7 separate regions of the Mus musculus genome follow, and all the other regions are linked to region 2. A link is a contact called in public Hi-C, HiChIP or PLAC-seq, Micro-C and promoter capture Hi-C data. All regions are on one chromosome and are shown on one strand. The core of a region is the stretch at or near the end of the contact, and the rest is flanking DNA. Distances in the headings are between cores, read along the strand shown.

Region 1 (2,786 bases), core at 59-2,558, 460 kb before region 2:
GGGCCCCTCTAATAATCACAGATAGGGGCGGTGGGGTGGGGGTGGAGGGCCTCTAAACAAGGTGGTATTTCTTCTAGTTCGATGGGATTTGGCTCTGCCAAGGACGAAGGGGCACGTTTCAAGCCGAGGGAACAGCACGTACAAGATACAAGGCGCCCTGAGCAGCAGAGGCTCGGCTTCTGCCAGGGTTTGGCAGGGGAAGAGGGCGAGATTTGCTACAGGACAGTCGGTAAAGGTAGGCGCCGAAGTGGACTTTTCAATCCTGGGATGTTCTCGAGACTGCAGGGAATGCTGATAGTTACAGTTGGATCACGAACATAATTTAGGACTGGAGAGGTTCATCAGCCGTTAAGAGAAGTCCCTGCTCATGCAGGCCACCTGAATGAGTTCAGGTGCCAGCACTCAAGGCTAACCACTGCCTCCAACTTCTGCTCCAGGCGATGGCGCCCTCTTCTGGCCATTGAAGGCTCCGGCATTCATACACATACACAAAAATAAAATCAATCTATCTACAATTCCACAATTTGATGAGTTTGCATAACTGGGGCTAGCAAAGAATGCCTTTGGGGGGGGGGAACGGGATATTCACAACGTTAGACAAAAGACCCATTGTAGAGGCGGTGAGAAGGCTTGGGGGTAAAGGTGTCTACTGGCCAGCCTGACTACCTGAGTTTGATGCCTCTCCCAAAGAGAGGAAGAAGAGAACTTCTGATCTCCACTCGTAGAACGTGTATCCTCCTCCACACATAAATATAACTTTAAATTTTTTAGGGGCTGGAAAAATGGCTCAGGGGCACATGTCACTCTTAAAAGGACTCTATTTCCGCTCCTAAGGCCCACACCGGCTATTAACTCCAGTTCCAGGGGGATCTGACGCCCTCGTCCGGCCTCAGAGTGCACTACAAATATGTGGAGTACATACATAAACATATATATTTTTACAGGCCATACACATAAAATATTTCAATTAAAAAAAAAACTAAAACCCATTTTACAGAAAGTTAGCGTCATCCCATTTTCCAGAGGAACAAACGGAGGCAGATCGTGTCAGCACTTTGGAATGCGTGGAGGTGGAGCCCCGACGTCCTCGGGCACTCCCCGACTGGGCGCCTGGGGCGGGCCTCAAGTCCCGGGGCTCGGTGGCCCGCAGCGGCGGGTTACGGCTGTCCGCTCTGCCACGCAGCCGCAGAACGCTCGGTCCGGCCAGCACACCGCAGGAAGAGAGGCGACGCCCCCTGGATCTCCGCAGCAACCCGGCCCGCCTCCCAGCCCGCCGGGCCCCAGAAGTGATGAAAGCTGCGGCGGAGTCCCAGGCGCGCCGAAGCCGTTGCCCTTTTAAGGGGAAGCCTTGAAACGGCGCCCGGGTTCCATGTTTGCATCCGCCTCGCGGGGAGGAAACTCCATGTTGTAACAAAGTTTCCTCCGCGCCCCCTCCCTCCCCCTCCCCCCGAGAACCTGGCTCCCCTCCCCTCCGAAGCTCGCGGGGATCCCTCCCTCCCACCCTCCCCTCCCCCCCGCGCCCCGATTCCGGCCCGAGCCGGGGGGGAGGCCGGGCGCCGGGGCCAGAGTCCGGCCGGAGCGGAGCGCGCCGGGCCCCATGGACAGCTCGGCCGTCATTACTCAGATCAGCAAGGAGGAGGCGCGGGGCCCGCTGCGGGGCAAAGGTAGGCGGGCGGCGGGAGGGCAGAACCGGACTAGGGGCCGTCCCCGCGCTGCGGTCGCTGCCGCTGTCCCGGGCGCGCGCCTCGGCCTGGCCCGGCCCGAGCCCCGGCCAGTGCGGCCGAGAGAGTTTGAACTCCGCGAGAGTCTGAGGCGCTGGGCGGGGCCTGGCGCCACCAGTGCGCTCGAGGCTTCTCGTAGTGGGGAAACTGAGGCAGAAGGCGAGCGAGGGGCTGGCGGGCTCCCGGGCGTCACCCCCTCCCCCAGTTTGGCGCCAATGGGACGAGAAGGTGGGGGTGAGGCGGCCACCCGGCCACCCGCTGAGGCTCCGCCCCCTCCAGGCTGAGGTCTGGAAGGGGTGCCGAGGTGACAGCGGGCTGGGGAGGCTTGCAGGGATCTCCCGCCAACTAACTCACAGCCAGGTTCCCACAAACTCGGGCGTCACGCGTGGAGGTGCAGACGACACCTTCGAAGGCAGAGAGCCCCTAGCCTTGCAAGACAGACTTGGGGGCCTTGTATCCAGCTGGGCACGCGACACCCAGGCTGCAACAGGCTAGGCCGGTTGGCCTCGGGCCTGTGCACGCTTGCACCCACCCTGTAAGGGGTGCTGCCCGCCTATGCGGAGCCCCTAAGGCTCGCAAGAGTGGGGCTCACCCCTCCCTCCCCTGTGTGAATTTCAAGATTGGGAAGTCACTCCGGGTTTGTCCACTGTCCAGTTCCTCGCTCTTTGGGGGTTGGGGGGGGGGTGGCCTGGAGGCAGAAAGGATTAGAGAAGAGGCTTGGTGGGGGTAGGTCTGTCAATTTAGACAGGCCGCTGCAAAGAGACGGGGCGGGGTGAAGGAGGTGGGGCCGGTGGGGCTGACAGCCCTGGGACACTGGCCTCTGGGCCCAGGCTCAATGGGGACTTTGGACTCACTGGGTAGACAGAATGGAGGGAGAGTGGGAGTGGACGACAGGGCCCTGAGCCCTGAAGGTCCAGAGCAGGGGATGCTCAGGTAACGTCCACCTGTGGGGTCAGATGATTGAGAACCAACCGTGAGAAAAATCGGTCCCCTCCTTAAGCCATCTACTTCTTAAAGTGGCTGCCTTCCTAAAAAGCCACACCAGATTTCCTTAAGACGCTGAGC
Region 2 (2,934 bases), core at 388-2,887:
TGATTCTGACAGCAGTGGACCTTTGGTGCTGTGCTGGGTCTGGCAGAAATGGAGGCAGGCCTGGTGGTGCTTATAATCCCAGGATCTGGGAGGCTGAAGAAGGATGGAAGCCAGCTTGAATGTGACACCACACACACACACACACACACACACACACACACACACACAGAGAGAGAGAGAGAGAGAGAGAGAGAGAGAGAGAGAGAGAGAGACAGGCAGACAGGCAGACAGACAGACAGGCATACAGAGACACAGAGACTGAGATCCAAGAACAATTCTAAGAATTGTTACAGAATGGATAGTTACCTCTCTGCCCACCAAACCAAACCCCCACACCAATGCCTAAGGTTCACTAAGACTCCTGGAAGGGAAGCCACAGACAGCAGACTGGAGGGTCCTACAAGACACACTGAAGTGGCCCAGGACAAGCGGTTCTCACAACCTGCCGATAAGGCTCAAAGTCTGGGATCAAGGCCTATGTGGTCCGTAGCAGGAATGGAGGGGTCCAGAGAAACCGGCAGCTCCCAGTATAATAGCTGGCAGCTGGAGTGGGAACAGCTAGAGTCTGAGCACAAGGAAGCTGTCTACTGGTTAAAATCCATCTCAACTAGGACCCCGGATCTTGACTGGAAGTTGAGCCAACCGATTTCCACACAGTAGACCCCAGACTGGGGCCTTCAACTAAACCAATTTCCAGAGTTCCCTGGAGTCCAACCATCCATCACGCATGCAAGGGTGAGATGAATGTGTTGTTGGGACAACCAATCAAAAATGAGCTGTCCAGGGGTCAGAGTCAGAAGCAGGGAATCAAGTACAGACTCATTAGGTTGTCTTTAGACTTCCCCCTGTTCCTGCTCCGTGAAGCAAAGACACACATCCTTCCCTCTGCCAAGGAGAAAGGGTGCATTTGCTCGGTTGCTCAGAGTCTCACACACTAGCATTCTCTTACAGATCAGGAATGAGCCTGCAGCAGTCTCCTCCACCCCACCCTACCCCCGTCCCCAAGGGGGGGGGGGCGATGAAGAGGATAGCAAGCGGACATCCAGATGGGCGAAGCCGGAAGGTGCAACTGGGGTGTCTCGATGAGGGCAAGCTGCCATATTGCCCACTAAACAAACTCAAAGGTGAGCGAATGATAGGCTGTTCCCATGGCTTCTATACTGCGGCTTGGACCCAGTGTATCACAGTGTATCAAAACATTCAGACCCATGGTCTTGGGATCTGGAGGAAGAGATGGGAAGGACCATTTTCACCTCACTTCAACCCCCTGCTCAGCCAGAAAAAGAGACCTCAGAATCACACACACCCCCTCTCTCCTTTTCCTCCTTTCCCCCCTTTTCCCCCTTTGGGAAAAGGTAAGGGACTGAAGACTCCAGGCGGTGGGTAAGGCGGTACAGTAGATTAGTATGCAACATCCTATTGGTTAGAGGAGCTGCCGATCAAAGAAAACTAGAGTCAGGATTGGCTGCGTGAGGCGGGGCGCGGCGTGGCGAAAGAAGGGGCCCAAGGGGTGGGGCTGACGCTGCAGCTGGCGCAGCTTCGGCTCAGAGCAGCCGCCGCGGCGCAGCAGAGCGGCTCCATCCCCCGCCCGTCCGCGCGCCCGGGCCGGGGCTAGGCCCCCCACCGCCGGGTCCCCCGGGGCTGCAGCAGCAGCGGCGCCGCCCGCGGTTCCCGCTGGGGCCCGGGCGCCGGCCCCGCTCTGCAGGATGGGCACGGTGCTGTCGCTTTCCCCTGCTTCCTCGGCCAAGGGCCGGAGGCCGGGAGGGCTGCCGGAGGAGAAAAAGAAGGCGCCGCCCGCGGGGGACGAGGCGCTGGGGGGCTACGGCGCGCCGCCGGCCGGCAAGGGCGGCAAAGGCGAGAGCCGGCTCAAACGGCCGTCCGTGCTCATCTCGGCGCTCACCTGGAAGCGCCTAGTGGCAGCCTCGGCCAAGAAGAAGAAAGGCAGCAAAAAGGTGACGCCCAAGCCAGCGTCCACCGGTCCCGACCCTCTGGTCCAGCAACGCAACCGCGAGAACCTTCTCCGCAAGGGCCGCGACGGCCCCGACGGTGGCGGAACAGCCAAGCCCCTGGCCGTGCCGGTGCCCACGGTGCCCACGACCGCTGCCACCTGCGAGCCCCCGTCGGGGGGCAGCGCAGCCGCCCCTCCACCAGGCTCAGGCGGGGGAAAGCCGCCGCCGCCGCCACCCCCAGCCCCGCAGGCGGCACCGCCGGCGCCCGGAGGCTCGCCGCGGCGGGTCATCGTGCAGGCGTCTACCGGCGAGCTGCTCCGCTGCCTCGGCGACTTCGTGTGCCGACGCTGCTACCGCCTCAAGGAGCTGAGCCCCGGCGAGCTGGTGGGCTGGTTCCGCGGCGTGGACCGCTCGCTGCTGCTGCAGGGCTGGCAAGACCAGGCCTTCATTACCCCCGCCAACCTGGTGTTCGTGTACCTGCTGTGCCGGGAGTCGCTTCGTGGGGACGAGCTGGCGTCGGCCGCGGAACTGCAGGCCGCCTTCCTCACCTGCCTCTACCTCGCCTACTCCTACATGGGCAACGAGATCTCCTACCCGCTCAAGCCGTTCCTCGTGGAGCCCGACAAGGAGCGCTTCTGGCAGCGCTGCCTGCGCCTCATCCAGCGGCTCAGCCCGCAGATGCTGCGACTCAACGCCGACCCCCACTTCTTCACGCAAGTCTTTCAAGACCTCAAGAACGAGGGCGAGGCCGCGGCGAGCACCGGGGGTCCACCGAGCGGAAGCAGCGCGTCCACCACCTCCTCCTCGAGCGCCAGGGACAGCTGCGCGACCGGAGCCAAGCACTGGACTATGAACTTGGACCGCTAGGGATTCCCAGGGGCCGCGCCCGCCCCCCGCCCCAGCCCCTCACACACACCCGGAAACCCCGGGACCATCAAGCCACCGTCGCTATTACCGCTGCTCTATGCCCAGGCTGGGCCGAGGA
Region 3 (2,950 bases), core at 234-2,733, 360 kb after region 2:
ACACCGAGAGACAGAAGACTTTCCAGTTGCTTCCAGATCGTGCAGCGTCTAGAAATATGTTTTATAGTTTATAGCCAGCAGCTTCCTCCCTGGTTAATCTTTGCCTTGAAAATTCTCACAACCCTCTCCCCTTCTTTCCTGTGGGCAAAGAGGTGTCTCAACCTTCCATCTGGTATCAACTGACCATTCTGGCCTTCAGGATGCTAGAACCTCCACTTTTAAGTTCCATCTGGCCCTGAGGGATCAATCCCATCTGGCTCCTCTCCCCACCTCCACCCTCACACTCTGCGTTGCTTCACCACCTCCATCCTCGCCTCAGCCCACATGGAAATAGCAGCGATAATACGGGTAAACGCTGACGGCAGGGGCAGGCAATACAGGTATACATACTGGAGCCCTGGCAACTTAAGGCTACATCTAGGTGGTCCATAATTTAACCCCTGCAACGCCCAGGTCTATAGAACCTGTGCGCCTCCCTTTTCACAACCAAATGGCGCGTGGGGGCGGGGTGGGGCACGACAATTTCTAAATACCCAGAAAAGGAAGTGGAACCTGCTAGGAGGCCCTTGAGGAAACCCGCCTTGCTGCACAAGCCAGGGGAACGCCATCTGTACCTGGGCCCTACGTCTGCTCTCCCACTGGAGTCTTTCCAGTTACTTCCCAGTTGAAAGCTCGGGTTGGATTTCTGCCCCCGCTCCGGGCTATAAATACAAACCCCTTCATACACCTCTCTCCCTTCCCCCGCCACCTGGCCGAGGCCGGGGCTGTCGATCAGCGCCAGCTGTCTCTGCCTGTTCTCCGAGCACCCGCGAGCACCCGCACTCGGGTAGGAGGGGCCCGCTGGCCTCCCGAGACCGAACCCCATTCCCGCCACCCCTCCTGGCTCAGGAGGGGGTGCTGAGTCATGTGGGGGGTGTAGATGGGAAGAAGGCACACGGAGGAAGACGGGGTGCGGTACCAAGTAACCCCTTAAACCAACCGGCGCCAGGCACGTGTTCGGTCAGTTCCAGGGACTCACTCAGGGGGTATGGGTGGCGGGGGCAGCTGAGCAGGTCTTCTGCTGCCGGAGGAGAGCACTGGGTACGGAACCTCGTGACTCCCCTCAGGAGGGTTGGAACACAGACGCTTGGTAGGGCAGGAGGACACTACAGAAGGGCTCCTCTCTGCTAGTGAAACACCCTCCCTCAGTCCCCAGCTTCTGAAGGTGGACAACACACTAGGTCAAAGTCACCGGGAGAGGTGGGGGAAGTGCAAAACTCTTACATCTCCTGGAAACTCGGAATGCTAAGGAAAGGGTCTTCAGATCTCTAGTGGAAGGTTCCCCCAGAGAAGCGGGACATTTGTTTATAGGACCGGAGAGATCCTGGCGGGGCCTCACTCACCATGATGAGTTTGGGCTGTACGTCTCACGTAGAGTCGGGGTCACGGGTCTCGGTGAGATCTGCGGAGCTGCAGTGCCGCACCGCTCTTATAGGCAGGAGGCGGGACCTGCGCGCTCAGCCCGCCCACCATGGGGCGGGGTGGTTTAAAGACTACATCCCCGTCAGGATAGGTGGCCACCAGGGGAGTGAAACCTAGGCGTATCCCCTCCCCTTGCCGCTCCGGATTCTCTCACCTGTCGGGTTTGGCTTAGAAGCAGCGGCCCATATTCGTTCCTAGTTTTGAGCCGATGTCCCGGATTCCGAAGGTCCGAAGCAGAGACGCAGGGTGCGGTGGCGGAGCGTGTCTCGAATGCACCCGCGTCATGTAGACGCTCATGGTGCAGGTATTCCGATTTAGGGCGGATGAAGCTCAAGCAATCCTTCAAAAGCGGCTGTCCCCGGCCTTCTCCGCTGTCCTCCCAGCGTCGCCTCCCGGGCTCGGGCGGGTTGGGCAGCTGGGACTGGTCGCCCGAGACCCCCTTACAGCAGACCGCCGCCTGCTGGTCCCCGGCCGAGTTGGTAGGCTTTCGCCCACACCTGTAGGAGGCCGAGGACCTAGAACTACAGAGCCTGAGCCCCAGGGTGCCGATCCGGTAGACTATCCCTCAAAGCCGAGCGGCGCAGCCAATCTGTGAGGGCCGACGCGAGAATCTGCCACCTTTCACCGGCCAGGCCACTCGCTGGTCAGAGGCTCCGTCATTAGCGCCGTCACTATTAGTTAGCTCCCCGCCTCGACCACCTACCTGCTGCGGTGGAGCACAGAACCTGGAGCCTCTGGAACAGCATCCGGTCGGCCTTATGCAACCTTGGGCAAGTGACTTAGTGTCACTGAGTTCTTGGCTTGTACAGTCGAAGAGATACCTCCTTTCTACGTTTTATTTCCATTTCGTACTAGGACAGGCCTTTCTAAAAACTATTTCTGCTTTCTCAGACATACATCACCCCCACCGGAAAAAAAATCCCTCAGGAGGAGCCCAGGTGCTGGTTTTCATGGCCATAAAAATTCTGACTCCTAAGGTAGTCATCACTTGAAAAAGATTTCACCAGCATGGGCTTCCATTCTCTTCTTAGGGACAGAGCTGTTTGTCAGCATAACACAAGGCCGAAATATATACAGCAATGGCAGACGTTCTATCAACAAAGTAGCTAGTGGCATTTGACTTAAGAGAAGTCATAGAAAAGAATACAATACATTTCACAAGATCTCTTTCTAGTCCTTGACATCTGGTTAGGAGAATTTCGTTGGGAGAGGCTGAGTGTGTAGTTCGGTTGGTAGCATGCTGTCATCATTTGTGAAGTTCTGGGTTTGATCCCTAGCACCATGGTTGGGAGAGGGTCTCCTCTGTAAAAAGAAAATGGACACGGACATTTGGTTAAGCCGCTTGCAATCATGGGTCATGGTCTGTGCAAAGGAATGAGTCTTGATGATCACAGGACACAGTGGCCACTCTGAAGATCTTCTCGTTTCCTATGAACCCACACGGCACAAGGGATAGAAAAAGATCTGAACAATTAGGCAAAACTCTAAA
Region 4 (3,074 bases), core at 255-2,754, 380 kb after region 2:
ATTCAGATTTGAAGTCCCACTTAGTCGTGACTTCTCATTGGCAGAACTCATCTTGTGCCTGCACCCTTAGATCAGGGAAGCAAGAGCCTCAAAGTTCTGTGGTAGATACTTCATCTCTTATTAAGGCTGAAACAACCAAAATTCCCCAAGTGTAGGTAGGAAGTCTCTAGATGTAGGCAGGAGTTCAGAAGGTGGGGAGACAGGAAAAGGGGACAAAATGACGGCAGCCTTCCCTTGGTTGGTGCTCAAGCTGTTGCTTTGATGAGATGTCCCCAGGTCACCTGTCCTGAAACACTGACTGGACTCATACAACCATTCCTGCTTGGGTCATGTGTGACACCAGAAAGCATTATGCTAATAACAGCTTCCATAAACCATGCTTCATTTGACTTCTAACAACTCTAGGTGTTACCTATACTTAAGGGGGAAAACAGGCCTTGGATGTTCCCAAGTCACACAGCAGCATCCGGTTGCAAGGCCAGGTCTCCCTGCTCTCAGAGTTCTGAGTTTCCCAGTGGGTTCTGCTGATAGGCTGTGTGTGTGTGTGTGTGTGTGTGTGTGTGTGTGTGTGTGTGACATCCCATGCCATTTTTTATCCCTCCCCCAGTGCTGGGAATTGAGGCTAAGTAAGGTCTGGCGGCTGCTGGGCAAGCACTCTACCCCTAAGCTATCCCCATAGCTTTACATTCTTAGTACCTTCTGGCAGCATCTACTAAGAAAACAGTACACTAATGTCTAGGAATTGGCCAGATGGAATAAAACAAGACCCACTTCTGGAAGGTTCCCTTTTCCTGAGATCTGAATCCAGAAATCATTCTGAGGCTAAATAGATCTACTTACGATCAGCTGTGGAAGAGAAACGTTGAGTCTACTAATTTCCTCATACTAGGCTCTTCTACCTCACCCTTTCTAGGTCAAAAATGTTAAAAGTCTTCCAAGTGTTATTCGGCTGTCCAACTGATACGTTTCAATTCTGACTAAAGACTAAGGGGATGACGAACGAAGGAGGACACAATTCTTACCTTGTATAATTTACATTCTACTGGGGGAGATAGATGATCATCAAATAAATGTTAATTTGTGGCTCTGACAGTGTGGAGAAGAAAATGCCACGAGACTCTATAAAAAGCAGGTCTGACCTACTCAGGGGAGCCAGGGCAGCCTCTTTTGAAGACTTAGCACTGGAGCTAAGCTATGAAGAAGGGTTAGGCCCAGAGGAGACTCGGTGAGTCTTGGAGGTGATGGCCTGGGGGAAGTACTCAGGGATCGTGAAGCACTTTTAGAGGCCAGCGACAGGACAGGGGACCCGCACCTAGCTTGCGGACCGCCCCTCTGCCTGTGTTTGAGAGACTGCGTCATAGCTGGAAAGATATAGCCGACTTCAGCCTCCTAAGTCCCACCTGGGAATGACGTCGCCTGGGTGAAAAACTAAAATAAACGGCTCCGCCCTCATCTCCCAGCAGCCCCTGCAGCGCCCCCGCCCCCCCCGCCCCCGCCCCCTCGTGTGACCGGCCGAGCCGGCCCTCTGAGTCTCTAGTAGTTTCCAGGGCGCTGACGCATGCTTGCGCACACAACCCAGCCTGGCGTGTCGTACGCAGTGGCCGCGAGCCGGGCAGCGGGTGCTAGGCGGTTCCCCTGCGGGGGGCAGGGGCGGGACTCCCGGCAGAGGAGGTGCGGTCCCAGCTGGGTCAGGTTGGGGGTTCAGATCGGGTTACTAGACTTAGGGGGTTCGGGTAGGGCTCCCCACTCCTGCCGTGAGATAGCCCTGGGCACCGGCCTGCGGGACCAGATAAAGGCTGCGAAGGAGCCTAGTCACTGGCCGCAGGCGTGGCTCCCCGGCCCGATTCCACCTCGAAGTGTCGCCTGCCTGCCCGGGGTTGCGGCCGCACGGAGCTGCGGTGCCTCTGTCGGCCTGACCCCTTCTCTCCCGCAGCCTGGAGGAGGGACGTCTGACGCTGAGTTGCCATGGCATCCTACTACGAGATTCTAGACGTACCGCGGAGTGCGTCCCCTGATGACATCAAGAAGGCGTAAGTGCCTCGGCTGTGTTACAGAAAGGCTCTGACCCTTGTTCCCCGCCCCCCTGAGTGCCAGGGGCCCTTTAGAGGTCTGGCTGAAGGGAGGAAGGAGACCCTTGGGAAAGTACGAAGACCAAGTCCAGCCAGGGAAGAAGAGCTGACCTTCTTTAGCGTCCTCTATACACCCAGCTCCCCTCTCCTCCAGCTCCTACATGTGGGCTTGCCCAGGTTGCAGTGCTAAAATGCCCAGGCTATGAGACAGGACAGTGTCTCCACTCTCCCTGTGGCTATAGATAGCTCTATCAAAAGAACCCCAAGAAAGGGCTTATGGCAGGGACTTTCCTTTTTACTCATATCCCTGGCACACCACAGGGAGAGAAACCCCTGAATACAGGCTGCAGTCGTGAGGTATTCTGGGATCGGGGCAGTGAAAGGGTGTTGGACTAAGCAAAAAGGGTAGTCGGTGGGCAAAGCCTACATCAGTCTCCTGACCCTCCCTCTGCACTCACTTCCTGCAGGTACCGAAAGAAGGCTCTGCAGTGGCACCCAGACAAGAACCCGGATAATAAAGAATTTGCTGAAAAAAAATTTAAGGAGGTGGCAGAGGCCTATGAAGTACTATCTGACAGTAAGGCTTGGGGTCCTGCAGGGACCGGCATGTCCCCCTGCTTCCATTCATTCTTGGTACTCCTTCCTAAAGCCACGCCTCCATCCCGTCTCCTCCATGATTTTATTTTAGATAGTGTTTAATCGCCTCCATGTTATGTCTGTCTAGCAGGGTCTGAAGAGCAATTTGGGTCCTGATCGGGGAAGGTCATAGCTTTCCTGCCAGGCCAGCTTATCACCCCCATTTTGTAGGCTAGTAAACTGAGGCTGAGAGAGATGAAATAATTTGCCCATTTCTTGAGCCAGAATATGAATCCAGGTCTGATGGGTGATTTTTTTTTTTCCTCTGTGCTTGAGTATGCCTAGGGCATTGCACATGCTAAAGCAAGTTTTCTACTGTCAAGCCATGATTCCAGACCCAGGTCATTCACTCATTCATTTATTCATTCA
Region 5 (3,029 bases), core at 165-2,664, 420 kb after region 2:
TGAAACACAATTTGCTCAATGGTGTGTAAGAGAAGGGCAGGGATGAAGGATAAGTGAGTAGTGTTAAAGAAAAAAATTCTCCCTGTTCCACTTCAGTTAATTAAAAAACAAACAACAACAATAAAACAAAACAAAACAAAACTCTTTGTCTTGCTATGTATCTCAGGCTAGCCTCAAATCATAGGTCTTCCAAGAATGGGCAATTCTCTCCCTCACTCCATTCAGATAGATTCACAATACAGTTTCCTGGCCCTAGAAAGAAGTAGAGGTTCTAGTGTCCTGGTAAAAAAGAGAACTTCCAAAGAAGAGGCTATGTTCAGTCTGAGAGGGTGTCTGGTAAAGTACATGGGGAAACCAGGATCCACAGAATGGGCTGGAGCTGTCCGTGGTGCTGAGGAGGGTCAGATGTAGTCATTGCGGGCGGTAATGACAACGCCTTGGCACCTGCACTTCCCACCCCCCATTCTACTCCGTTCCCACCCTGCCTCAGTTCTCCCCTTGTTTGACACCAGATCTCCACCCGCAGTGTTTTGCGAATCCTCTGCATTGGCTTCCAAACCCAAGAATCCCGCAGGGAGATGGGGCGTCAGACTAGGACTTTGTGCAATGGTCTGCGCAGGTATTCTGAGGCTGCGCAGTCTTTCCCCGACTGTTACCAAGTGAGTGCCGGCCAGGTCCATCCAGGATGGCGCAGATCAGAACAGGAGGAAGTAGAATGGTCTCCCTCCAACCTGTTTCACCCCAACCTAGCTTCCCCCACTTCATGAAACCGGGTCCAGCCCCTGTACTCTGCAGGTTTATGGCTGAGCCTTGATTCTGTCTCTCAGCCCCACCCACTTATTCCCTTGATAAGATAACCAAATACGAGCACTCCTGGTTTTCCACTTAGTCCTGGTTATCTCTTTCCTGACCCCCCCCCCCCCGAAACGTCTGGGGTGTACTGCAGCCACCCTTGGCTCATCTGTTTTTCCTACTCTTTCCCCAACCCCCAACCTTTCCCTGGGTCGTTCCTTCTGTCTAGACCCTGAACACCAAATGCCAAGACTGCTTCTGTCCCGCTGAAACCCTCTGCGTTTCTCTATTGTCATCCTAAACGGTTTTCCTCCTGAGTCTTTTAGCCTTGAAGGCCAGAACCTCTGCTCTCAGAATTGCTCTCTGGCCTGTCCGCACTCCCCACCCCCACCCCAAGTTCTCTCCTGACCGTGGGCGTTTATGTCGCTGCAGCTGCCTGGACGACTGTAAAGCAGAAGGAAGCAGACCAGTAGCTGAAGATGCCCGGAGCCCGCGGGCTTTAACGAACTCTGCATCTTGGCTGGATCCAAACTCACGGTTCCTCGAGCTAGGTCGTAGTGGAAGTAGCAACAATAGCCAGGGGGCCTGTGCCAGGATGTCACTTTTCACCCTCTAGCGCTAGAGACGCGACAAGAGATCTGCAGAGCCCTCCTCTGCAATTCGGCCAATCACAAGCAGGCTCTGCCCCTGCAGCTGCTTACCCAAGTTAGCCATCCTCTTTGGCCTCTCTCCATTCTACCTTTTGGAATTTCTGCCCCCCACCCTCTACACACTTTTCCAGATAAGCCGCCATTCTCAATCTCCAAGGAAGGAGAGACTGATTGCATATGAGATGGGGGTGGAAATGGAACCAACTTCATGTGTTTGGTTGTGATATTTAAATATGAACTGCGAGGGAAGAGTGAGCACTCAGCCTGATGACTGGTTATTGCCTTCGACCTCGTTTTCTCTTCATCCATTTAAAATCTTTTAGCAACCATATGGGTTCAACCCGCAAAACACTGAATGTCCATCCTTATTTTCCCACAGCCATTGTGGTTGCCCAAATCCTAACCACCGTACACTTTAAAATAGATCTATTTCGATAACTAAGTACCTGGCACACTGCCACTTGTCCCGTGCCATGTTTCTAAGCTCCAATGTTAAGTTTTGTTGTAAAGTGGGTGTTTTTTGGGTTGATGCTTTGTGGAGTCTCTGGATTGCATTGTCTTTCTTCAGTATTTACTGCTCAGGGTGTTTTGAGACTCGGTGAGGTGTTTAGGAAGACCCTCTAATTTTGTGGGTTCTGGCTCCAGGCTTTGCCTCCTTAGAACCGTGGCAGCTGCCAAAATCTTTGCTCAGATATCTGGCTTTTCCTTTAGGCTCTTGGAAATCTCACCCCTGTGCATGTGCTATTTAGAAGATAGCTGAGAATTTAGGGGAGATTTGCATTCAGATTTCAGGTTCTCTCTCTGTAGACCACTCATTACCCAGAATTCCTCTTCAGTTTCTGGCTGCCTTGGCACCTAAGAACCTGCAACTCTGCTCCCCAGCCTGTTCCACCATTACTTTCTGCTAGAGTCTGTTGGTGCTGAAGGGAACGGTGAACTGTCCGCCGTGTCGTGGGGGGAAATGTAGAACTCACCTGGTGGAACATTTACTCACCAAGGGTTATGATCCCAATCACTTTTCTTCCTTTTGTTTGGACTCTGTGTCTTCACACAGTTTCATTTGTCTTTTGCCTGGAAAAAAAAAATATATATAGTCAGTATATATTAACAGGACTGTCTGGCACAAGGTGTTTTCCCACGCCAGGATCTGAAAGTTTGTTGTCACCGATTATATGCTTAACATTTTATTTTTTAAATGATTTATAGAAGCAATTTGAGAGGTGCTATAAAACAATGAATTGGCATATACCACCCAGGAGGGAAACTTAAGACTCAGGAAACCATAAAGGGAAGCTTGTTAAGACTCAGAGAAATTTCTTTTCTTTTTTCTTTTCTTTTCTTTTCTTTTCTTTTCTTTTCTTTTCTTTTCTTTTCTTTTTTCTTTCCTTTCTTTTCCTTTCTTTTCTTCCTTCCTTCCTTTCTTTTTTTTTCAAGAAAGGTTTTTTCAGCCAAGGGATATCTAGTAACTCACTCTGTAGATCATGCTCGCTTTGAACTCAGAGATCTGTCCGCCTCTGCCTCTGCCTCTGCCTCTGCCTCTGCCTCTGCCTCTGCCTCTGCCTCTGCCTCTGCCTCTGCCTCTGCCTC
Region 6 (2,891 bases), core at 333-2,832, 330 kb after region 2:
AGGCTTTCTCTGTGTAACAGCCTCAGCTGTCCTGAAACTCACTTTGTATACCAGGCTGGCTTTGACCTCAACAGAGATCTGCCTGCCTCTGGGGTTAAAGGAGTGTATACACTTGGCATACCTGGTTCCCTCCTACATCTTGGTCTTCTTCATGAACGTGTAGAGTATAAGACTGGGGGCGAAGTCCTGGGGCCCAGAGCCCCAAGATAAATAGCCCTCCAGAGGTCACATAACGCAGGACCCACAGGCCAAATTGAACCTAGAATGAAAGAGAGAAGGGGCTGGAGAGATGGCTCAGCGGTCAAGAGCACTGACTGCTCTTCCAGAGGTCCTAAGTTCAATTCCCACAACCATTTGTAATGCCATCTGATGACCTCTTCTGTTGTGTCTGAAAACAGCTACTGTGTAGTCATATACATAAAATAAATAAACCTTGAAAAAAAGAAAGAAAAACCAGAAAAATAAAACAATGACAGAACAGGTGTGAACCACTACCCAAACCTATTGTATTACTTCTTACAACACTCAGATGCTTACCAGGAGCCTAGCAACAGGTTTTTTTTTTTTTAATTAAAAAAAAAAAACCCACAATGACTCAGCACAGACACACCCCATCCAATGCTGGGTAACCCCACCAGCTGGCTATCAGCTTCCAGCCACCGCCAGACACTCCATTCTTTTTTCTAAAGCATGGAGCCAGTTGGTCCTGACACAGTACTTGTCAAATATCAGTGTATCTCCTTCCCATAAGGCTCCTTACCTGCTGGCCCAGATCTGCTCTGGCCCACCACCACTGCGGGCTGTTCCAAGATACTAGGGCCAAGTTCTCGGCTGCAAATGTCACAGTCCAGAGGAGCAGGAGACCCAAGCTATGCCTGAACTTCATCCAGACGCCCATTGCCAGACTCTGCCGTGCCTGGCTCCGTTCCACCACGAGCAGCCACAAGCCACAGACGCTGGCCAGACTCTCCAGCACAGAAGCCAGCAGTAGGTAGCCTGGCAGACGGACCCCCCGAGCAGTGCCCACTCGGCCAGCCAGACCAGCCAGGGGCAGTGCCATCTGAAGTGTGGCCAGAAACAGCTGCAGCACATATGGGGCCACCCGAGGGCCAGCCGCCCAAGACAGCTCTTCTGGGCCAGCAGGCACCTCCCGACGCCTGCGGGGAAGAACCAGCACCAAGGCCAGTACCCCCAGAGTCAGGAGTGTCGAGGGCACTAGCGTGAAGAAGAAGCAGGGACTCAAGCCATTCTGAGTCCAAGCGGGCCCCGCCGGCCCTTCGGTCTCGCAGTAGTTGCCCACAGTCACCATGGCGATGTGTGGCTGCTGGCTGAACTTGAGGTCACTGCACAAAGAGTCGGGCTGACCCTTCAGAGAGGGCCGCAGATGCCAGGGTGTCCTGGGACATGGAGCTACGCCGCTTGGGTCGCGGGAAGGGACGCACGTGGACCTGCTACACTGCCCACTCTCTTCACGCACGCGCCGCTACCACGCATACTCACGCAAGCCACGTACGCCGTGCTTGCCGGTTCCCACTCGCTAGCAGCTGGGACCCTAAGGCTCGGAGCCGCCGCACAAAAATGTTGGGTCCTTTACGGCAGCGGCCCCGCCCACCAGATCTATCCAGGGTTCCCATTGGCCAAGGGTAAGGAACACAAATAGGGCTGAGAACCGACTGGGTCACATGTCCAAGGCGGGAACTCTAACCTGAATCTGACTGGAGACTTTGACCTCCACAGAGTAGTGCGTCCGAATTTGCACTCCCCACCCTCCACCCCCGCCCTTTATAAAGGCATTACACCGAGGCCTCCCTGGTCTCTAACCTGCTTCAGTTCCCTCTATTATAGTGCTAAAGAACGAACTCAGGGCTTCACACATTATCAAGCTACTGAAGCACACTAGAAACAGCTCTTCTCTGAGTCCTAGTTCTGTTCCCGTGGTCCTGCAGGCGTACTTGTTTCCCAAGCCTCCCGGCCAGGACTCTTTTACAGTCCTAAGACCCCCCCCCCCCCCCCCAAACTGCTGCGTGGGGGAAAAAAAAAGATGCCACAACCAGATCAAAGTCCCTTCTTTATTAAGGGTTATCAAGCTGTACAGGGCTCCCACCCTGTCTGCTGTGGCCTGCGACAGTAGAGTCCGCCACCTTCAGCTTAAGTTTACCTCCCACAGCTGAGCTGAGCAGAACTGGGGAAGGGAGTGCAGGAAGGGTAGGAGCTGGATCCCAGCATGCAATGTCGAAGCCCTAGGCTAGGGTGAGTCCATTATCCCTCCATTCTCCTCTTGGTAAGTGAGGGATACTGGGCAGAGCTGGGATGTATATATAACTGAGGTCACACTTCTGCCCTGCCAGCCCCTCTGTGCAGGTGGTAGGACTACATAGAAGCAGCCAGGAAGGCCTCACACTCCCAAGTGCTCGTCCTAAAAGTTGAAGAGGGTAATAAAGAATTTTCATCCTGTTCCTGCAACTTAGTAACCTTCCATCTTAGTGTCAAAAGATAGTGAGGGGAGCTGGGAGCTAGGGCTCTCACCCCAACAAAAAGCCAAAGCCAAACAGAAGGGGGGCAGGTGAACAGAAGGGGGGGTGGTCAAGCAGCACACATGCCAGTGATGTGCAGGGGGGAGGGAGGCTGCAGCGCAGGTTGAGGTGAGGACTGGAGGTAAGGGCCACAGCCTGAGCTGCTCAGCTATTCCAGGTTCTGGAGGGTGGGGAGGCTAGGCTGCAGGGATTGAGGGTTCAGGCCCTGCCTCCCCACTCCACAGTTGGCACAGGTTCTTCTGCTTGGCAGCACTTCTGTGGCAGGAAGCCCTCTGGAGACTTGCAGGGGTGGATGCAAAGATGGCAGTACTGGGACTGGGCTGGGGACCAGTTTCTAGCACCACACTCTGAGCCAAG
Region 7 (2,901 bases), core at 132-2,631, 510 kb after region 2:
AGGCGTGGTGTTCCCAGCAGGGATCAGTACATATAAGGCATTATTGTTATTGTTGGTGTATGCTTTATTGTCTCCCTGGCCTGTTCAAAGGCTCATTGCACAGTCATGCGAAGCTGTTTGGCCCCCACTCTATGACTAAGGACCCTGAGAGGTAGGGAGGACAAGGACATGCCTTTTGGCACCGCTTTCTCTCTGACCAGCCCTGGGTAGGACTACGGCTCCTAATCCAGGGCTCCATTTCCAAGGTTGAGCTATGGACCCCTAATCTAGTACTCTATCTCCAGGGTTTGTGTTCTAGGAGGGTCAGGGCTCAGTGAAGAGCTGCAGCAAGGTGCACAGAGAAATGTAGATGCCCTTAGGGGTCGGTGTGCGCCTTGTGCTTCAGGGAAGAGAGAGGCGAACACACCCCAGGCCTTCATCTCTGTTGGGGTCCTGGAGTGACTGAAGCTTGTCGCTGTCAGCCTTCCTTGACACCTCTGTCTCCTCAGGTGCCTGGCTCCCAGTCCCCAGAACGCCTCTCCTGTACCTTGCTTCCTAGCTGGGCCTTTCCTTCTCCTCTATAAATACCAGCTCTGGTATTTCGCCTTGGCAGCTGTTGCTGCTAGGGAGACGGCTGGCTTGACATGCATCTCCTGACAAAACACAAACCCGTGGTGTGAGTGGGTGTGGGCGGTGTGAGTAGGGGGATGAATCAGAGAGGGGGCGAGGGAGACAGGGGCGCAGGAGTCAGGCAAAGGCGATGCGGGGGTGCGACTACACGCAGTTGGAAACAGTCGTCAGAAGATTCTGGAAACTATCTTGCTGGCTATAAACTTGAGGGAAGCAGAAGGCCAACATTCCTCCCAAGGGAAACTGAGGCTCAGAGTTAAAACCCAGGTATCAGTGATATGCATGTGCCCCGGCCAGGGTCACTCTCTGACTAACCGGTACCTACCCTACAGGCCTACCTAGAGACTCTTTTGAAAGGATGGTAGAGACCTGTCCGGGCTTTGCCCACAGTCGTTGGAAACCTCAGCATTTTCTAGGCAACTTGTGCGAATAAAACACTTCGGGGGTCCTTCTTGTTCATTCCAATAACCTAAAACCTCTCCTCGGAGAAAATAGGGGGCCTCAAACAAACGAAATTCTCTAGCCCGCTTTCCCCAGGATAAGGCAGGCATCCAAATGGAAAAAAAGGGGCCGGCCGGGGGTCTCCTGTCAGCTCCTTGCCCTGTGAAACCCAGCAGGCCTGCCTGTCTTCTGTCCTCTTGGGGCTGTCCAGGGGCGCAGGCCTCTTGCGGGGGAGCTGGCCTCCCCGCCCCCTCGCCTGTGGCCGCCCTTTTCCTGGCAGGACAGAGGGATCCTGCAGCTGTCAGGGGAGGGGCGCCGGGGGGTGATGTCAGGAGGGCTACAAATAGTGCAGACAGCTAAGGGGCTCCGTCACCCATCTTCACATCCACTCCAGCCGGCTGCCCGCCCGCTGCCTCCTCTGTGCGTCCGCCCAGCCAGCCTCGTCCACGCCGCCACCATGAGCCAGGCCTACTCGTCCAGCCAGCGCGTGTCCTCCTACCGCCGCACCTTCGGCGGCGCCCCGGGCTTCTCTCTGGGCTCCCCGCTGAGCTCTCCCGTGTTCCCTCGAGCAGGCTTCGGTACCAAGGGCTCCTCGAGTTCAATGACATCCCGCGTGTACCAGGTGTCGCGCACGTCGGGCGGGGCTGGAGGCTTGGGGTCGCTGCGGTCTAGCCGGCTGGGGACCACCCGAGCGCCATCCTATGGCGCGGGCGAGCTGCTGGACTTCTCCCTGGCCGACGCTGTGAACCAGGAGTTCCTGGCCACGCGCACCAACGAGAAGGTGGAGCTGCAAGAGCTCAATGACCGCTTCGCCAACTACATCGAGAAGGTGCGCTTCTTGGAGCAGCAGAACGCCGCGCTCGCCGCCGAGGTCAACCGGCTCAAGGGCCGCGAACCGACTCGGGTCGCCGAGCTCTACGAGGAGGAGATGCGCGAGCTGCGGCGCCAGGTGGAGGTGCTCACCAACCAGCGCGCCCGGGTCGACGTGGAGCGTGACAACCTGATAGACGACCTGCAGAGGCTCAAGGCCAAGTGAGGGCCTCCCAGATCTTTCCCCTCACCCCCGTCCCCAGCAGCCCCCCTCCCCCTCGCCTGAGACCCTCCCTCCTCAGCCCATGTTTGGAAAAGGTCATTCCCCGGTGTTCGCTAAGTAGAGATCTTTCCTGGCCCCTTCTATGTAACACTGGAGTAGTAGTCTTGGGAAGGTAGACAGAAGAAATGGGGGAAATGGGGGAAATGGGGGAACCTTGCCTAGTGCACGGTGGGCAGCTGCCTGTGAAAGGATGCTAAGTTGCTAGAGTGATGATGACCATAGTCAAGGAAAGGGTCAGAGCACGTTCTGAGGGAGAAGCGAGGCTGATGAGAGCCTGGAAGGATGGATGGGCTGGGAAGAGCAGGAGGGAAGCCAGGCAGTAGTTTTAAGCTTAGCTGTGATGAGGCCCAAGGGAGGGGCGGGGATGGGGGTGGGGTGGGGGCTAGGCCCCTGGGCCTAGCTGAGGTAATGTTATTGCACTTGGTAAATGGACAGGTTTGAGTAAAGGGGACAGTGGATAAAGGCTGTGACCCATTCCACCACGATCCAGTAAAAGAGGCTGAATAATCCGGATATGGGGGCACCCCCTGTAATTCCAGCACTAGGGAGGATGATACAGAACTGCCATGAGTTCTAGGCAAGCCTAGGATACGGAGCAAATACAAGGCCAACCGGGCCTACTTAGCAAGATTTGTTTTAGAAAATTAAAAAAGTTTATTTAAACAAACAAACAAACAAAAACAGAAAAGACTCCGTACATCATGACGGTCCTGTTTCTGTTTACCCAGATGAGCAGTGTCACCTTCTTGCCACCAAAG

Evidence for each region. A called contact is a pair of places that touch in the nucleus more often than the background predicts. HiChIP or PLAC-seq counts read pairs in DNA pulled down with a chosen protein or histone mark. Capture Hi-C pulls out chosen DNA fragments and counts their contacts.
Region 1: a contact with region 2 is called in a Micro-C map of embryonic stem cells, with 4 times the contacts expected there. The contact joins the promoter of Ctdsp1 here to the promoter of Cdk5r2 in region 2. A contact is called at or near these places in 3 of 484 Hi-C or Micro-C datasets (all in embryonic stem cells), 2 of 115 datasets of contacts at active chromatin or transcription factors (embryonic stem cells and pancreatic cancer cells) and 1 of 9 other capture datasets (pancreatic islet).
Region 3: a contact with region 2 is called in a promoter capture Hi-C map of pancreatic islet. The contact joins the promoter of Tuba4a here to the promoter of Cdk5r2 in region 2. A contact is called at or near these places in 4 of 39 promoter capture datasets (the 3T3-L1 cell line, the C10 cell line, cranial neural crest and 1 more), 3 of 484 Hi-C or Micro-C datasets (embryonic stem cells, forebrain and nephron progenitors), 4 of 115 datasets of contacts at active chromatin or transcription factors (astrocytes, embryonic stem cells and pancreatic cancer cells) and 3 of 9 other capture datasets (adipose tissue, liver and pancreatic islet).
Region 4: a Hi-C map of rod photoreceptor shows a contact between it and region 2, with 2.5 times the contacts expected there. The contact joins the promoter of Dnajb2 here to the promoter of Cdk5r2 in region 2. A contact is called at or near these places in 2 of 39 promoter capture datasets (the 3T3-L1 cell line and the C10 cell line), 1 of 484 Hi-C or Micro-C datasets (rod photoreceptor), 2 of 115 datasets of contacts at active chromatin or transcription factors (embryonic midbrain and pancreatic cancer cells) and 2 of 9 other capture datasets (macrophages and pancreatic islet).
Region 5: a contact with region 2 is called in an H3K4me3 HiChIP or PLAC-seq map of stem cell-derived neural progenitor cells, with 2.2 times the contacts expected there. The contact joins the promoter of Resp18 here to the promoter of Cdk5r2 in region 2. A contact is called at or near these places in 16 of 39 promoter capture datasets (the 3T3-L1 cell line, the C10 cell line, the HPC-7 cell line and 10 more), 4 of 484 Hi-C or Micro-C datasets (bone marrow-derived macrophages, cortical neurons, embryonic fibroblasts and 1 more), 3 of 115 datasets of contacts at active chromatin or transcription factors (bone marrow-derived macrophages, pancreatic cancer cells and stem cell-derived neural progenitor cells) and 3 of 9 other capture datasets (adipose tissue, liver and pancreatic islet).
Region 6: a contact with region 2 is called in an H3K27ac HiChIP or PLAC-seq map of embryonic stem cells, with 2.3 times the contacts expected there. The contact joins the promoter of Abcb6 here to the promoter of Cdk5r2 in region 2. A contact is called at or near these places in 2 of 39 promoter capture datasets (cranial neural crest and embryonic stem cells), 2 of 115 datasets of contacts at active chromatin or transcription factors (embryonic stem cells and pancreatic cancer cells) and 2 of 9 other capture datasets (adipose tissue and pancreatic islet).
Region 7: a contact with region 2 is called in a promoter capture Hi-C map of pancreatic islet. The contact joins the promoter of Des here to the promoter of Cdk5r2 in region 2. A contact is called at or near these places in 2 of 39 promoter capture datasets (the HPC-7 cell line and hematopoietic stem and progenitor cells), 2 of 484 Hi-C or Micro-C datasets (bone marrow-derived macrophages and embryonic stem cells) and 2 of 9 other capture datasets (adipose tissue and pancreatic islet).

What each region holds. Positions count from the first base shown.
Region 1 is chr1:74,390,301-74,393,086 of GRCm38.p6, forward strand. It overlaps Ctdsp1 (CTD (carboxy-terminal domain, RNA polymerase II, polypeptide A) small phosphatase 1), which reads left to right and starts at 1,309. Exons shown (of 7, transcript NM_153088.2): 1 at 1,309-1,664. The coding sequence starts at 1,598.
Region 2 is chr1:74,853,392-74,856,325 of GRCm38.p6, forward strand. Cdk5r2 (cyclin-dependent kinase 5, regulatory subunit 2 (p39)) reads left to right here and starts at 1,638. Exons shown (of 1, transcript NM_009872.3): 1 at 1,638-2,934. The coding sequence starts at 1,707. The coding sequence ends at 2,816. It overlaps Gm16582 (predicted gene 16582), which reads left to right. Exons shown (of 4, transcript NR_151618.1): 2 at 952-1,124.
Region 3 is chr1:75,217,811-75,220,760 of GRCm38.p6, forward strand. It overlaps Tuba4a (tubulin, alpha 4A), which reads right to left and starts at 1,484. Exons shown (of 4, transcript NM_009447.4): 1 at 1,383-1,484. The coding sequence starts at 1,385. It overlaps A630095N17Rik (RIKEN cDNA A630095N17 gene), which reads right to left. Exons shown (of 3, transcript NM_001243090.1): 3 at 2,285-2,763. The coding sequence ends at 2,650.
Region 4 is chr1:75,234,919-75,237,992 of GRCm38.p6, forward strand. Dnajb2 (DnaJ heat shock protein family (Hsp40) member B2) reads left to right here and starts at 1,505. Exons shown (of 9, transcript NM_001159883.1): 1 at 1,505-1,671; 2 at 1,934-2,030; 3 at 2,537-2,646. The coding sequence starts at 1,966.
Region 5 is chr1:75,277,001-75,280,029 of GRCm38.p6, forward strand. Resp18 (regulated endocrine-specific protein 18) reads right to left here and starts at 1,415. Exons shown (of 6, transcript NM_009049.2): 1 at 1,202-1,415. The coding sequence starts at 1,307.
Region 6 is chr1:75,178,810-75,181,700 of GRCm38.p6, forward strand. It overlaps Abcb6 (ATP-binding cassette, sub-family B (MDR/TAP), member 6), which reads right to left and starts at 1,583. Exons shown (of 19, transcript NM_023732.3): 1 at 761-1,583; 2 at 122-259. The coding sequence starts at 1,309. Atg9a (autophagy related 9A) reads right to left here. Exons shown (of 16, transcript NM_001288612.1): 16 at 2,052-2,891.
Region 7 is chr1:75,358,911-75,361,811 of GRCm38.p6, forward strand. Des (desmin) reads left to right here and starts at 1,382. Exons shown (of 9, transcript NM_010043.2): 1 at 1,382-2,082. The coding sequence starts at 1,508. RefSeq lists cis regulatory regions at 1-2,030, 1-1,493, 446-1,614, 889-1,055, an enhancer at 445-844, silencers at 844-889, 1,056-1,343 and a promoter at 1,344-1,424.